Regions from separate parts of the Mus musculus genome. Here region 1 is linked to region 2. Evidence: chromatin contacts called from public promoter capture Hi-C data. All regions are on one chromosome and are shown on one strand. Each heading gives the region's core, a stretch centred on a gene start, on an enhancer-like site or on the middle of the called end of the contact. The rest is flanking DNA. Distances are from core to core; before and after follow the strand shown. Region 1 holds the start of Cpsf3 (cleavage and polyadenylation specificity factor 3). Region 2 overlaps Asap2 (ArfGAP with SH3 domain, ankyrin repeat and PH domain 2).

Region 1 (7,011 bases), core at 2,329-4,828, 150 kb before region 2:
CATCACTTCAGTGTTACCTTGAGATCAGCTTATCACCACCTAGCCTGGTTGCCATGGTTTCAGCCTTTTCCCTTTGGGCACACCTTAAGCTAAAAATAACAGCTTGTTGGATATTTCCTCCCAAATCTCGCTCAAAATGAATTCTAAAGTGTGATACTAACTGCCTAGGACGGGTGTATCAGAGTGATCAGACCTCAAAGACCTTGTGATCTAGGAGCAAACAGGGATGAGATAGACCCTTACCACTGGGCTAGCCACAGACTCAGAGAGTAAGAAACAATAGGGATGCAATTCTAGCACTTGGGGGGTAGATAGAGAATAAAGCTGTCTGGTGGGTGGAGCGCTGTAGATCTGGGGCCAGCCTGACCTACAGAGAACTCCACGACAGCCAAGGAACATAGTGAGACTCTGTCTCAAAGAAATAAATGAATAAATTCCATGGTCATTTTTTTTGTCTTCAATTAAAATTCCTTGATTTTTATCTCCATGATTCTCATTTTGTTCTTAAGTCAGCTTCCCCACAGAGCTGCCTGTCTACATACCCCTCCTAAAAACCCCCACTCTTATTTACCAGCCTTTTCCAGCTACTTTTCTGAGATTGTTCTTGCTGCTAAGTGCAAACAGCTCTACTTGGTCCTTAACCCAACCAGTCCCCTTGGCAGCCATTACCTTCCTTGCTTAAGTGTTCCCTCAAGCACTTCCTGGCTTCTCTGACTCCACACTCTGGTCTGTCTTGCTGGCTTTCCCAGGTTTTTTTTTTTTTTTTTCCCCTTCTTCACTTATCTGCCTTGGCTCTCTAACCTCTGAATGCTAATATCTCAGAGTCTCTCCTGGCCCTCTTCCCAACTTCATGGTCTTTCCATTCATGCATCCGACATGCTGTTGAACTCGGAGTCTGTGTCTGCAGCTCAGACTGCTCTGAATTCTAGCCCTCTGGTACATGTACCTGCCATTTCAGCCTCTTTGCTGGGTTGCTGCCAGGCACTTCATGTTTAGTAGGCCAAGCTAGTTTTCACAGGCCCCTGGACTGGCTCTTTCTTCCTGGAGTGTTCGGTTCTCAGCTCCCTACACATCAGGCTCCTTTAGAACATTTGGGTCTCAGTCAGGTTTCATCTTCTCAGACACCTTCTCAACTGCCAACTCCACAGAGAAGGAAAAATAGACAGGTGGTTGCTGAAGGTTTGGGAGGGTGGCGAGACCTGAGCGTGGAGCCTAATGTGCTCTTTAGAAAGGGTAATGCAGGTGTCGGCTATGGGATTGGGCACTACAGTCATAGCAAAGGCTATATAATTCCCCAAACACACTAAAAACCATTGGAGCTCATCAGGATAACACACTCCTGTAATCCTAACACTGGGAGACTGAGGCAAGAGAATTGTCATGGGTTTGTTCCAGGCCAGTGTGTGCTACCTAGCGAGATTCTATGTTAACAGAAAACCTACAGACACATACATACTCCAAAGCAAACAAGCGCATATCGAAGTGCACAGCTTTATAAGGTATGGTAAGTTACATATTTACAACTCCCACCAAACAACAAGATCAAACTTTCTCCCTTGCTGCACCTCCTGTACAGAACCAAGAGACCTGACGTGTACTCTCTGCCTGTGTCCTGCCACCGTCCCTTCAGATGACATCTGACCACTTGTCAAGACTTTACTCCTGAACTCCTCAAATCCACTCCTTTCTACTCCCCCCCACCCCTTTCACTGGCTACCAGCTCTCATCACTCAGGACTGGACTGTGATTACATCCTACCAGATTCTCCTCACTTCGTCCATATTCGTCTACCACACTGGAGTTGTTCTTTGTTTTTCTTGTCACAACACTGATTGAAGCAAACAACATGTCACCACTTCCCCCAAAAGTGATGTTTTCACTCTGCCCCTTCAGGACAGCTCAGTGGCTCACGAGCAAAAGGCCACTGAATGAATGCTTTCAAAAGGGAAAGTAGCCACAACTTTAATCTAATTCCCACTGTATTACACAGTTGCTTTAAATCTTTTGTCGGCTTACTATAACTGGTGTGATAAACAGTCAAGCTCTTTAGTATGTATACAAGGTCCTTCATAAGGTAGAGATAGCCTGCCCCAATCCGTCTGCTAATCTGTTACCTGCAACCAAAGTAAAACTGGCCATAAATCAGAACCTTTTGTGTGCGCCTGGAACATTATGGTTCCAATACTGTCTTTAATTTTTTCCAACTCTTTAAGCCTTAGCTCGAATGTCAATCACATTTCCAGAATGCGTGAGATCTGTCAGAAGAGTTTCCAACTGTTTTGAGACTCAGCACAGTGCTGACCTATACTCCTGAAACAGATGTCAAAATGAGCACTGAGCACGGTCACTGGTATCACTGCACTGCCCAAGAGCAAGCACTCCTCACAGTGAGTGCTTTTTTCCACATGAGGAAGTGGGTTCATTGAGGCTACTTCCGTATTAAACAGGAAGACTGGGTTTCAGGTCTGACACCAACGTAGCTGTCTATTTTCACAAACTCATTCCAGCACTCCCCACTTTACAATTTCACCAAAGGCGTGAAATCAATGAACTCAGCCCATGCCTGGTGATTTTGTTTGATATTTGCTTAGTGTATATAGGGAGATGACAGCATCACTTGGGTACATTCATTGGTAAGTGCTCAGTAAATCTTACTTTATGAGTGGGTAAAGGAGATAGTTTCCGGCCTTTGAAAATGTACACATTCATGTGGTGCCAAATAGTGTCTCATGCTGAACAACAACCACGTGTATTGGATGAGTCTCACCGCTCATCCAGTACGTTCTGCACCTTTAAATGTGTGAGGCAATTCTCTACAAAATATTCCAGAACGCCATTTCCACTAAAACCAATCTTTTATGGTGATTTAGCTCTTAATTTCTCGCGGAAACGCCTCAGCTTTCCCCTCTCCAATTTCCTCCTACCTTCTGCTAAGGTCTGAGCTCTCAAAGTACATACACCACGTCTTTAATTTCCCCGCCCATCTGAGCACGTGTAGGGTCCTGGAAAGGAGGCAGATGCAGTTCTTCCTTGCAGTGTCCTCTATCTGTCGGTTCCCTCAAGGCTTGCTCTGATGTACGAGATCCAGACTTGTGTTAATTGGCAACCCTTTCTTTATGAAAACACCCAATGACCTGGATTTTTTTTCCCCAAAATACCCTCCCCGAGACTGAAGGAAAAATGACATTCAACCTAGATAGCCCATCGATCAATGTTCTCCAAATCCCTTGAACCTGAGAGGCTGGACCCGCAGCTGCCTCCGCGGGGGTCCCTCCAGGCTCTCACACATACGGGGAGGGGGGCTCGCTCCCTCTCTAGCGCATCCCTTACAGGGGTCGGATCAGCAGCTGGTCGCTCTCCTCTGCAGGAATCGCAGACATCCTGGCAGTCTCAGGAGCAGCGTGGACCACGAACTCGTCGCCGCAGTCTCTAAATTCAAAGCACAGCTACTGCAAACCAAAGAAGAAAAAACCCCCACCACCAACACACAACTTCCGGCGCTCTAGCGTTCCCGGAGCTAGATTCGGCCCTCCAACTTCCGGTTCGAGAACGAGGTTCTTTAGGTTCCCGGAGGTGCGGTTAAGGAACTGGAGGCGCGGCCTAAAGACTGCGCCTGCGCATGATAGGGGCGTGGCCCAGCGGACCAGGGCAGGAAAACTGGCAAAGCCGGAGCTGGAATACGAACTGGAATAACCTACCGGCCGCCGCCGCTGGACCATCCCACACCCCGCGAGACCGGGGCGACCGGGGAACGAGCCGAGGAGGCGAGGTGAGAACCGGGCCTCGCCTCAGCCGGGCCAGAGGGTGCGGGTGTGTGGGGAGTACCCCGCAGCCCGCCGTCCTCCCATTCCCTCCACGTCCCGAGGCTGAGGCACCGACAGAGTGCAAACCGGGGAAAGGAAGAGGAGCTCGGCGCCCGGTCAGGGAGGGACCCGCGTTCCCGTGACAGGTCTACCGCCTGCCTCCCCGGGGACCAGGCTCCGCAAGACCCTGAGGCCTCCCTCTGCTTGTTGCTGCACCCAGGTGGGGTTGGAGTTAGCTGTCTACATCCTCACTTGTGCGAGGCATGTGTGCAGAGCTTTGGAAGCCTGATCTTGTCGGGGTCCCCAAGTAAACTTTGTGATGTGGGACAAGTTATTGAATCTCTGGCTTGGTTGACTCACGTGAATGCAGCTGGGCGTTCTCACTGCTCGGAAGGCTCCGATGACCCTAGGGACCGGCTGCTCCAGATGGGCCAGAGTGAGGGCTAGCGGTTTCTGGAGCATCTTGGCGACGTTATTGGATATCACCTCCTAGGGCAATTGTCAGAACCCTGTAACGAGTCCTCTTCCGCTATACTGTCTATCTACTGAGAACCAATTCAGCCTCGCCTTGCACTAGTTAGTTGAGGGAGTGGGAGTTTAAAGAAGAAGATGACATTTTAATGCTGTGATCTGATGTCTTTTAGTCCAACCTGAAAGTCCAAGGAAGGCTTTCTTTAAAAGGCCCGAAATAAGTTGTGCGAGGCAAGTAGTTGCCAAGGAACTTACAAAATGAGAGTTCTGTGGGAGGGAAAGTTAGATAGTATAAGAACATACAGGAGCTTAGAACCGCTCAGAACCAAAGTGGCTTTGCGTTCCTGAGAGATGTGTAGCTCATTGTTGAAGACAAGCTTGAGAGAGAGTGGTTGGAGAGCCCTGGGTGGGTTCTTGCTGGAGGGATTTGACCTTCCTTAGTCAAATCTTAGTAGTCAAATCTTAGTAGGACACCGGTGAACAACGGCCTAATAATACTGAGCTCTGATCTGTGTTTGAAAGAAATCATTGTTATCTTCTTTTCCTCCTCCTCCTCCTCCTCCTCCTTCTTTTTTTTTTTTAAAGATTTATTTATTATTATATGTAAGTACACCGTAGCTGTCTTCAGATGCACCAGAAGAGGGCGCCAGACCTCATCACGGGTGGTTGTGAGCCACCATGTGGTTGCTGGGAATTGAACTCAGGACCTTCGGGAAGAGCAGTCAGTGCTCTTACCCGCTGAGCCACCTCTCCAGCCCCCCTCCTCCTTCTTTTTGTGGCTAAAATGTGGAGGCAGACCTTAGAGCCACAAGGAGTTCTGTAGGACAAGATCATTCATTCAGAGAGCTGACTCAGTGGATAAGAGCATCTACCTGTCTTATTGAGGATCCAAGTTTTGGTGCTTGTGGCTCAACACCAGCTCCAGGGGCAATCTACTCCTACACACACCTTTTCTTTTTTTAAAAGTAAGGGCTTTTACCCACAAAGCCTCTATAGTGGGTGTGTGGATTCTTTAAGTGTGTCAGACTGTGAACTTGGGCGTTTTCTATAGATTGAGGATCATCACATTCACGCTGAAAGAATGCCATTAGTTCCCCCCAAAGATGTGGGGCTGGTTACCAAGCTGAGGCAGAGTCTGCCATGGACCTGGGATCCTGGTCCTTAGTTGGATGTGAAGGTTGAAGAACAGTGAGGGATTGATGATTTTCTGGTTCCTACCAGTGATGGCTTAATTGCCTGAGTGGGAGAGACGAGGGAGGAGCAGGTCGGAGCCTCTGGCAGTTTTTGCATTTGATGAATCTGTGTAACTTTCAGCTGACAGATAGCATCCCCTGGCTCATTTTTAAGCATGAATAATTTAGAAGCAAGAACAATTTGATTAAGTACATACACCCAGAACAGCAGCAGATATCAAAGACTAACCAGTTCTTTCCCCATCTCAGTTCCTGGATTGATGCTGCAGAGCAAGTTTTGAGAAGTTGCAAAGGCCTTGGTGATATCCAATCATCGCCAAGGATCTGTGGGGATGCTTTAAGATTCTAACAACAGAACCACTTTTTTTTTTTTTGTCTTTTCGAGACAGGGTTTCTCTGTATAGCCCAGGCTGTGGAACTCACTCTGTAGACCAGGCTGGCCTCAAACTCAGAAATCCAGCTGCCTCTGCCTCCCAAGTACTGGGATTAAAGGTGTGCGCCACCACTGCCCAGCAGAACCACATTTTATTAAGTAACTTTAAAAATTAATATAGAAATATGGGGGCTGGAAAGATGGTCCAGCGGTTAAGAGCACTGACTGCTCTACCAGAGATCCTGAGTTCAATGCCCAGCAACCACTCGGTGGCTCACAACCATCTGAAATGGGATCTGATGCCCTCTTCTGGTGTGTCTGAAGACAGCTATAGTGAACTCACATATATAAAATAAATAAGTAATTTTTTTTTTTAAAAAGAAATATGCATTTAAATTTGTAGTCATCTCTCCACAGCTAATGGGTTCTGCATGCTCAGGTTTAAACAAGCCCAGATTTTTAAAGAGGTGTTGTAAAAACAAGACCGAAATTCCACTGTACCAAAGAAGTGGAGACTTTCCTTATCATTATTTTGTAAATAATACATCATATCAACTATTTCTGTAGCACTCACACTAGATATAATGTTCAGCTCAGTGGAGGGTACTTGCCTAGCTACACTAAGTAATTTAGAAGTTATTTAAAGTGTATGGGATTGTGTGTGTAGGTTATATTCACTTGTGTGGTTATGGAACCAATCCTCTGTAAACACCAAGAAGTCTGTACTAAAATATAATGTGCCTAAGTATGTCATATACCAGCACTTTAACTATCATAGACCACCAACATGGTATTTTATGGTACTAGGTTAACCTAGTTTAGCCCAGGCCTAGGAATACGGCTCTCCCGCTGTCCCTCCATCACTACAGGCATCTTTTGGACTTATCCTTTGCAGCAACTTCTGCACAGTACTCAAATAACCTTTAGCCCCCTTTGCTCTCAGGCGGTTAGCTCCATATCTGGTGCCCAGTGAGGTTCTATAAAGCAGAAATCTGGTCCTGTTTCTTGCCTGCTGTAGGAACATGTCTATGGACTGCTATGCTCAAATGATACTTGCCTCTGGCCTGCAGGCCTTGGGCCTTCTCTCCTTTTGCTCCTGCCTCTCTCTTTAGTTTTCCTCATGGGAATGATTGTTCCCTAATATTTTTTGTTGTTGTTATTGATCTACTCA
Region 2 (7,165 bases), core at 108-2,607:
ATTCCACCAATCTTTAAATTCCCCTTGGCTCTTTGATAAGGCCCTCCTATTTAATAAACACTAAATTAAGAGTGTTTATACCATTTTAGTTTTATTAATCTTCTTAACACAAAAGATTCTGGTTTGGAACACTCTCCAAAATACATTTGGTATTGGGCACATTTCAAATTAAAAATATAAAATAATAATAATGCAAAGATGAGGCTACAGGAGTGAGCAGGGTGGCTCAGTGGATACAGGTACATGTTCACACACACACACACGCGTCAATGAAATGTAATCATAACTAAGATGGAGCTACATCAGGAGTCTAGGAGAATCATCATTTTAATCCATCTCTTTGAAGGTCTCCACAGACTTAATGTCACCAGGCGTCCTGAAAACATGGTCTTTGCCTTGTGGTGCTCAATTACCTACAGACTTCAGCTTATACAAATCTGGAGAGATGCTCACTGGGTCAAGTGCTCACCACTAAAGCACGGGACCTGAGTCTGGATCTCCAGCATTCACAGAAAATGCCAGGTTTGAAGGCAAATGGTGGGAAGACAGAGATGGGCGAGTCCCTGGAGCTTGCCAGTTGGCTAGTCTCACCAATCAGTGAGAGGCTCTGTCTCAAAAAATAAAATAATATTATTTCACATATATAATTTATAATATATAATACATATATGGCTGCAATCAAGTAAGATACATATCAGCCTCGGTCTCCACACATGTGCACACCAAACATATACACATGCGTATACTGCACACTCAAATATACATGAACTCATACACACACACATAGCTACTCAGATCCGCCAAGGTCCTTCTCTCTTCTCCAGTGATCTGGGACCACCCAGCGCAGGGTCTTTGGACCTCAGAATTAACAACACTAAGAACAGTAGTGTTCTCCGTGGCCCAGGCATTCTTGTGCACTATGGGACATTTGGTAGCACCTTTGGCTTCACCCACTAGACGCCAGAAGCACCCCTTGCCCTGAGCACTCAAACATGTCTCCAGACCTTGCCGAGAATCCCTCTGAATCACAGCTGCCCAGACTCAGCAGCACCTCTCTCGTCCCACCACCTACCCCATTCTCGAGGAGACCTACACAGCTTGCCTCTCAACCACTTTCTGCATCTTGAGGCACCTTTGGATTCAAAGCACCTTGCAAAACTGGCTGACTGTTTTCTCAACACCATCCTCACAGCCTATCTGACTACACTGCCACTCAACAGGAGCAACATCTCAGCATCCAGCTACTTCTCAGCCACCAGCACACCATGGCCTCTGCTGTGCCTGAGGCTGCCCCAGCTTTTTCTTCCTCTTACTTCACTGCCTGTCCTCTGCCACAGTGTAAGCCTGCCAAGAGCCTTTGGCTATACAAAAGAGAAGGATTTTGGCATGAGCTACACACCCAGCCTTGGAGACTGGGAGCAACATTCTAGCTTGTGAAATAACAAACAAGGCCGTGAGCAAAATCGGAGCATCCAAAGACAAGGCTGGCATTCTGTGCTCCATGCATAACACTGCCATCCTGCAAGGCCTCCTGGCCTCTCCTCATACATGAGGTTCTGGGAGTGACTGTGTCTCCAGGGACACAGCCCCTCCCTGCTCCATGATACAATCCTGATACCAGGAAGACAGGGCATCTGTGTGGTTCAAAAGGTCATCCCACCCAGCCAGGTTCAAACTCCAGGCACCATCTCTGATTTGATTCAGTGGACATCAGTCACTCTAGCCACACTCAGGTTCCTACTCACAGCCTGAAGGGAAAACTGCAGTGGGTGTGTCAGTGGGTGTGTCGGTTGAGAACAGGAGCTGCACTCCTTGTCTGGGGCCTTGGGGGAGGCTGGGAGAGCCGGCTCCCAGGCTCCTGTCTGCACCACTTATCACTGGCAGTCAACGTGCCCGCTCTGAAATTCCTCTGAACACTTCCCCAAACAGGATATGTTCAATCAGTGAGTCATGAAAAGTGGGATATTTCTAGAAATGCAATGGAAGGAAGGTGTGGGAGCGAATTTCTAAAGAGAATGAACAAAAAGACAATATGGAAAGCTAATCAGGAATTTACAGGGCCGGAAGTGGCCGTTGGCTGGGCCTTTGCAAAGAGCCCCACAGCCTCAGGCTGATCAGCCTGTAAGCTGGACTACCCCAGATGTATCCAACTCAGTAACACAGCCATCTGGTGCTAGGCAGGTCCACCTTTCTGCTCCTCAGTTCCACCAGCCCTGGGACTTGGAATGAGAGTTCCAGCTCCTGGATTCACACTGTGGGCAGAGCCTGCTTTGGAGACTTTGGTCAGGATCTGCGTGTTTCCTCCAGCCCCACAGGTTGGCTTTCCAAGTGTCCCAACAGTTTCTGGCTCCTCATGTAATTTTGAGATACTCTTACCACTCAGCAGGGCTCATGGACCAACTGCTCCTACAGCAATCCTGACTCAGGGCAGCCAAACTACGAATGTCTCCAGTCTTACAGATTCAAAATTCAAACCCAGAGAGATGACAGGTGGGACAGTCAGAGTCAGGACAAAGTGGAACCCAAGACTGAGCTGGCCTGGACCTCCGGCTTTTCAACATCTCTTGGGCACCCTTTCTTCTCTAAACGTGGATGAGATGACAACACACACAGACTGTGTTTAACACTCACTGAGAGGACTGGAGACATGGCTCAGCTCTTCTGAAGGTCCTGAGTTTAAATCCCAGCAACCACATGGTGGCTCACAACCATCCTCTTAACAACTCTGACTTCGTCTTCCGGAGTGTCTGAAGACAGCTACAGTGTACTTACATATAATAAATAAATAAATCTTTAAAAAAACAAACACTCACTGAGCACCGTCACCATGTCAGGTATGCGGTAAGTGCAATATAAGTATTCCTTAAACAAGTAAATGAGGTGTTTCCCCGGGTCACAACAGTGTCAGCAGGTGAAGCCAGCGACTGGAGTTCAAGTCCAGCAGGCTTCAAGGCAGATAGACAGATGCTCTGAGCACTGTTCAGGCTAAGGCAGAACACAAGCTCTGTAGGAAACAGGCCAACTGTACCCTTTCTCTGCATTTTCTTTTAAAACATAGTAATCCCAGCCCACCATACTCATAAGTATTACTAAAGAATGAAATCTGAAGAATTTATAAAAAGCCCCTTCTTTGGGCAGGGGGTGGAGATGGGAGGGGGAGTCACAAACACTAAACAGCTATTGAGCCTATAAAGAAACAAGGAGCGCTTTAGTAAAAAGCCTTTCATCAGCATAACCTACACTGCCGGCTCATTGCCACGAGACAATCGGAAGGGCAGGAGAGCAGGCCGAGAGCACAGGTGGTGCCCCTGCTCATCACTGCTCCACAGAATCTTCAAAGCCCTAGCATAATACAGGTCTCCATTATAGCTGCAGATCCCTATCAGAAGCTACCGCCAGAGTTAACCTCCCAGTCCTCCCGAACAATGACTGATGAATCAGACCCTTTCAAAGCCCTATCTCTCAATCTCCTAACACAGAGCAAACTTGGTCCCACTGAGTGAAAGAAACCCGGAACACAGACTGGCAGCTTCTTCCCCACCCTCACGGGCAGCCATTCGGAGCTCTGCTAGCCGTGGATCTGGAATAAACAGCAGCTGGGAGTGTTTAACCTGGAATTTCTTCCTCCCTGCTCCTCCCACACAGGGTGAAACTGGCTCAAACAGCCTCTTGCTTTTTTTTTTTTTTTTTTCCTGGAACTCTCTTTGTAGACCAGGTTGGCCTCAAACTCACAGAGTTCTGACTGCGTCTTCCTCCAGTGCACTGGGTTTAAAAGGCGTGCGTCACCACACCCAGCTCCAAATTCAACCTTTAAACTGCAAGCTTTCCTAGAACCAGTAACTCCACAACTCCCAGGAAGGGGGCGCCACCCCCTGCCACCTACGCTGGATTTGCTGATTACTTTTAAGTGTTTACAAATACTTTCTTGTCTCTTGTTGGTTTCTGATCAGAATCCCTCCTGTGAGCTCCCGGGGTGCTGGAATTACAAGGGTGAGCCACCAACACCAAATCACAAATATTTCTTAACCACGTGTGATGTCCCGGGCACAATTCAGGGTGCTGAGAGCTCTCAGGTCCTTGTCCCCATAAGATTTATGATTTAATAAGGTAAAGGGAGACAAGAATATACAAGTTTTTTTCTGGCTGAAGCCAGTGACCTCCTTCTGGTGAATGGGCTGAAGGTCTATCTTAGATGACCAGGAAAGAGAAAGCAGATGGGTTTTAGAAGAGATGGGGCCAGACTCGGGTTCTAACTAAAAAGGTCAAGTTCTGAACTCCAGCGGAGACAGAAGCTATTGAATAGTCTGGCTGATAATGGCAGGGCTGTGAGCTGGGCTGCAGGAAGAGAAAGGGGGTCCAGGTCAAGGAAAATTAAAGCAGCAGAGTAATTTACAGACTAGGAGATACAGCAGGAGGCCAGAAGTGCTGGCTACAGATGTCACTTCCAGAAAGGGCAGTAATGGCTAGGGCTGAGGGAAGAAAGAATCCCTCACCTACTGCAGGAAGGGCACCTGACCCTCAAGGGCAGCAGGGGAAAAGCCCCTAGGAAGGCACATCTCCAGCGAGAAGAGGAGACAGATCCACCAACCAGCAGCATAAGTGTGGAGATAGAGTGTGGATGCCAGAGACACCCAAACACCGGACAGGCCCAAGGAGAAGCTGGGATCAAGGCAGTGAGTGAGGCCTAGCTGGGCAGGAGCCAGGCTCTGACCTGGAGCTGTGGAGGAGGTGGGAGCTGCACATCACAGTGACAGGTGTTCCCTGGCATCTTGCTAAGAAAACCACATGGTGACCAGGCCCAGCCCCTGCCACACCAGGTGCATGTCGAGAAGTGGCCTGACATTAAGGGCTACAGCAGACTCCTCTTGGTCAAGGTCAGAGAAGGCAGAGGCAGAAACCCCCTCCGAGAACCTGAAGGACACTGTCACCTGTGGCCTGGAAGAGAAGTGGTCGTTTTTTTGGCAGGGGGTTCTTGGCAGCAGACAGAAATGAGCAATGTTGCCTTCCCTTCCTTTCCGGTCTGTTGGTGGGAAGAGGAAATTCCTCCTGCACATTTGGGCACGGGAAGAAAAGGAAAGGAAGTGGTTCAAGGAAAGTCACCAACTGAGAACCGCAAACCAGCCATCTCCACTCCGGGAGGGAGAGATTCGGCTGCCAGGAAGCAAGCTGGTCCATCATCAACCGAGGAGTAAGCCAAAGACATCCCCCCTGCCACGGGACCCCGCCCCCACGCTTTCAGTGAGACAGTAAACACTGCACCTGGCTTTGCTGCCATTGTGGACACTGCTGCCGTCCTCGTCCTCAATGCCCTTGCCAGAACCCCCCTGATTAGAAAGGCAGGCATCTTCCTGGCAGCCTTTGCTTCAGAGAAAATTAAGCTTCTCTTCCTTCCTGATGTATGCAGGTAGCTCAGAAGATGCAAACACTATATTTAGCATCTCCACTCCCTGCAGCAGCAGCAGCAGCAGCAGAGCCCTGATAACATGTGGACACAGTTCTCTCCCTCTGGCGCTCCCTGAGGAGACTGGTCTCCCAGTCACCACTTGCGGAACAGCTGTGGGCTTTCCTTCTAGGGAGAAAGAGCTTAGAGTTCTGCAGGTTCCAACTCCACCCCAGGTCCCGAGCTCAGCCGGGAGTTCCTGCCATGTTTCTATAAGGTAAACACGCCAGCCATGTTGGTGCTGGTCTATGACAGTCTGCACACATCCCCATCACTGGTCCTTTGGATTGCCTGCCAGACCCTGTCCATTCCCACAGGTTGTTATGATGAATGTCTTGTTGTCATAGCAACTACCCCTGTGGTCTGTCATCGTCAGTTTCTGTGTCTGTTTCTTCTGAAAGTGACCTCACAGAAATCCTGGCCTCTACTCACATTGGTAAATGGTCTCATACCTGGAGAGGACAGACAGGCTGTCAATGAAGGACTAGGAGACAAACGTGACAATCCCTTTTGCAAGAATTATGAAGTTAGTCTCAGCCAGCAAAGTCTAGGACCCCTCCTTGCTGCTGCCACCAAAACCATCTCTTCTCCAATACACAGCCTTGGGCATTGTAACATGTCCCTTCCTAGAAATTGGTATACTCCATATGTGGCCTCCAGTGGTTTTATGTGCAGGTGACTCAGGACTACCTAACATGCTTATCATCTTTGCTGGCCCAGAAACACAGCTTCAGGCTTCTACAGGACACCAGCCATTTCCCAGCCAGCAATGCTATTCCACCTTGCGCTATATGCTTCAGACTCCGCTGTGCCCAGCTTAGTAAGGGGTTGGGTGTACATGCTCAGACAATAGAGCTCTCAGGGAGTGTGAGCAGTAGAGGTGAGGCCAATGCTTGCCCTATGGAGGCCACCAAGTACTGTCTTGGCCCAGTGACCAGTCCCCAGAGCAAGAGCAAAGCACAGCCTAGAAGCCACTAGGCAGAATGGAACCCTCCAGCACACACTGCCTTGCCCACAACCTATCTCCAAATCTGCTGGGTTCTGTCTCTGACCATGAATTGATGAGGGTGGGCGGGGCACATGGCCTTCCTCACATAGTGCTGCCTTCCCTTCTCTGCACCACACCCCTACTCTTTCTGCAGGGTTCCTATGTCCTGTGAAGACCATCTGAGCGGTCTGAGGGCAGCCTAGCACCACTCAATAGAGACGCTGAACCAACTCCACAGCCACAGTGTCTCTGAAAGCAGCCTCCGAGCTGCAGAAATATCACAAAAATTCCACAAGAAACAGGACTCCCAACACACCTGAACACTGAGGTGGAAAAAGCTGAAATTTCATTGCTGTTGCATAATGTCACTATCAACTAAGCAGCATAACTTTGCATATATTCAGTACCAACAGAAAGAATTTACATTGGAGTGGCCCAGGGCATGCATTTATGTATACATATATGTTTATATATGCGCGTGTACACACGCGCACACACACACACACACACAAATGCTGTTGCCTGAGTCTGAAAAGTTCAGGATCCCAAGGGCAGTACTGTTCTCACCTCTGTGACAGTCAGAGAGGAAAAGACCATTTCGTCTACCTCACACAGGAAGGGTGCTGCCACCCTGTGCAAAGCGATGCAGATATTCCCGCTACCTGCCCCGAGTAGACTCACTCCCCCATCAACCACCCAACTCACCCCTGTCCTCAGACAGGGCAGAGACCAAGTAT

What was found. Promoter capture Hi-C pulls out the DNA fragments that hold promoters and counts their contacts.
Region 1: a contact with region 2 is called in a promoter capture Hi-C map of liver. The contact joins the promoter of Cpsf3 here to the enhancer-like site in region 2. A contact is called at or near these places in 23 of 39 promoter capture datasets (the 3T3-L1 cell line, 3T3-L1-derived adipocytes, the C10 cell line and 14 more), 1 of 15 datasets of contacts at CTCF or cohesin (the NIH/3T3 cell line), 9 of 484 Hi-C or Micro-C datasets (the N1E-115 cell line, the Patski cell line, Sertoli cells and 4 more), 17 of 115 datasets of contacts at active chromatin or transcription factors (the SCID.adh cell line, acute myeloid leukemia, bone marrow-derived macrophages and 8 more) and 4 of 9 other capture datasets (adipose tissue, embryonic stem cells, liver and 1 more).

The regions. Positions count from the first base shown.
Region 1 is chr12:21,282,864-21,289,874 of GRCm38.p6, reverse strand. It overlaps Cpsf3 (cleavage and polyadenylation specificity factor 3), which reads right to left and starts at 3,578. Exons shown (of 18, transcript NM_018813.3): 1 at 3,331-3,578. The coding sequence starts at 3,380. It overlaps Itgb1bp1 (integrin beta 1 binding protein 1), which reads left to right and starts at 3,591. Exons shown (of 7, transcript NM_008403.5): 1 at 3,591-3,769. It overlaps Gm25821 (a small nucleolar RNA gene), which reads right to left and starts at 1,948; the gene lies at 1,816-1,948.
Region 2 is chr12:21,130,798-21,137,962 of GRCm38.p6, reverse strand. All of the region lies in intron 1 of Asap2 (ArfGAP with SH3 domain, ankyrin repeat and PH domain 2), which reads right to left. Among named protein-coding and RNA genes, the nearest start is that of Asap2, 23 kb to the right of the region's middle. Within about 2 kb of position 1,357, at least 139 of the 459 cell types and tissues checked have an H3K27ac peak or open chromatin away from gene starts, as enhancers often do. A contact at or near this core is called in 3T3-L1-derived adipocytes, the N1E-115 cell line, the NIH/3T3 cell line and 13 more, where this site is marked.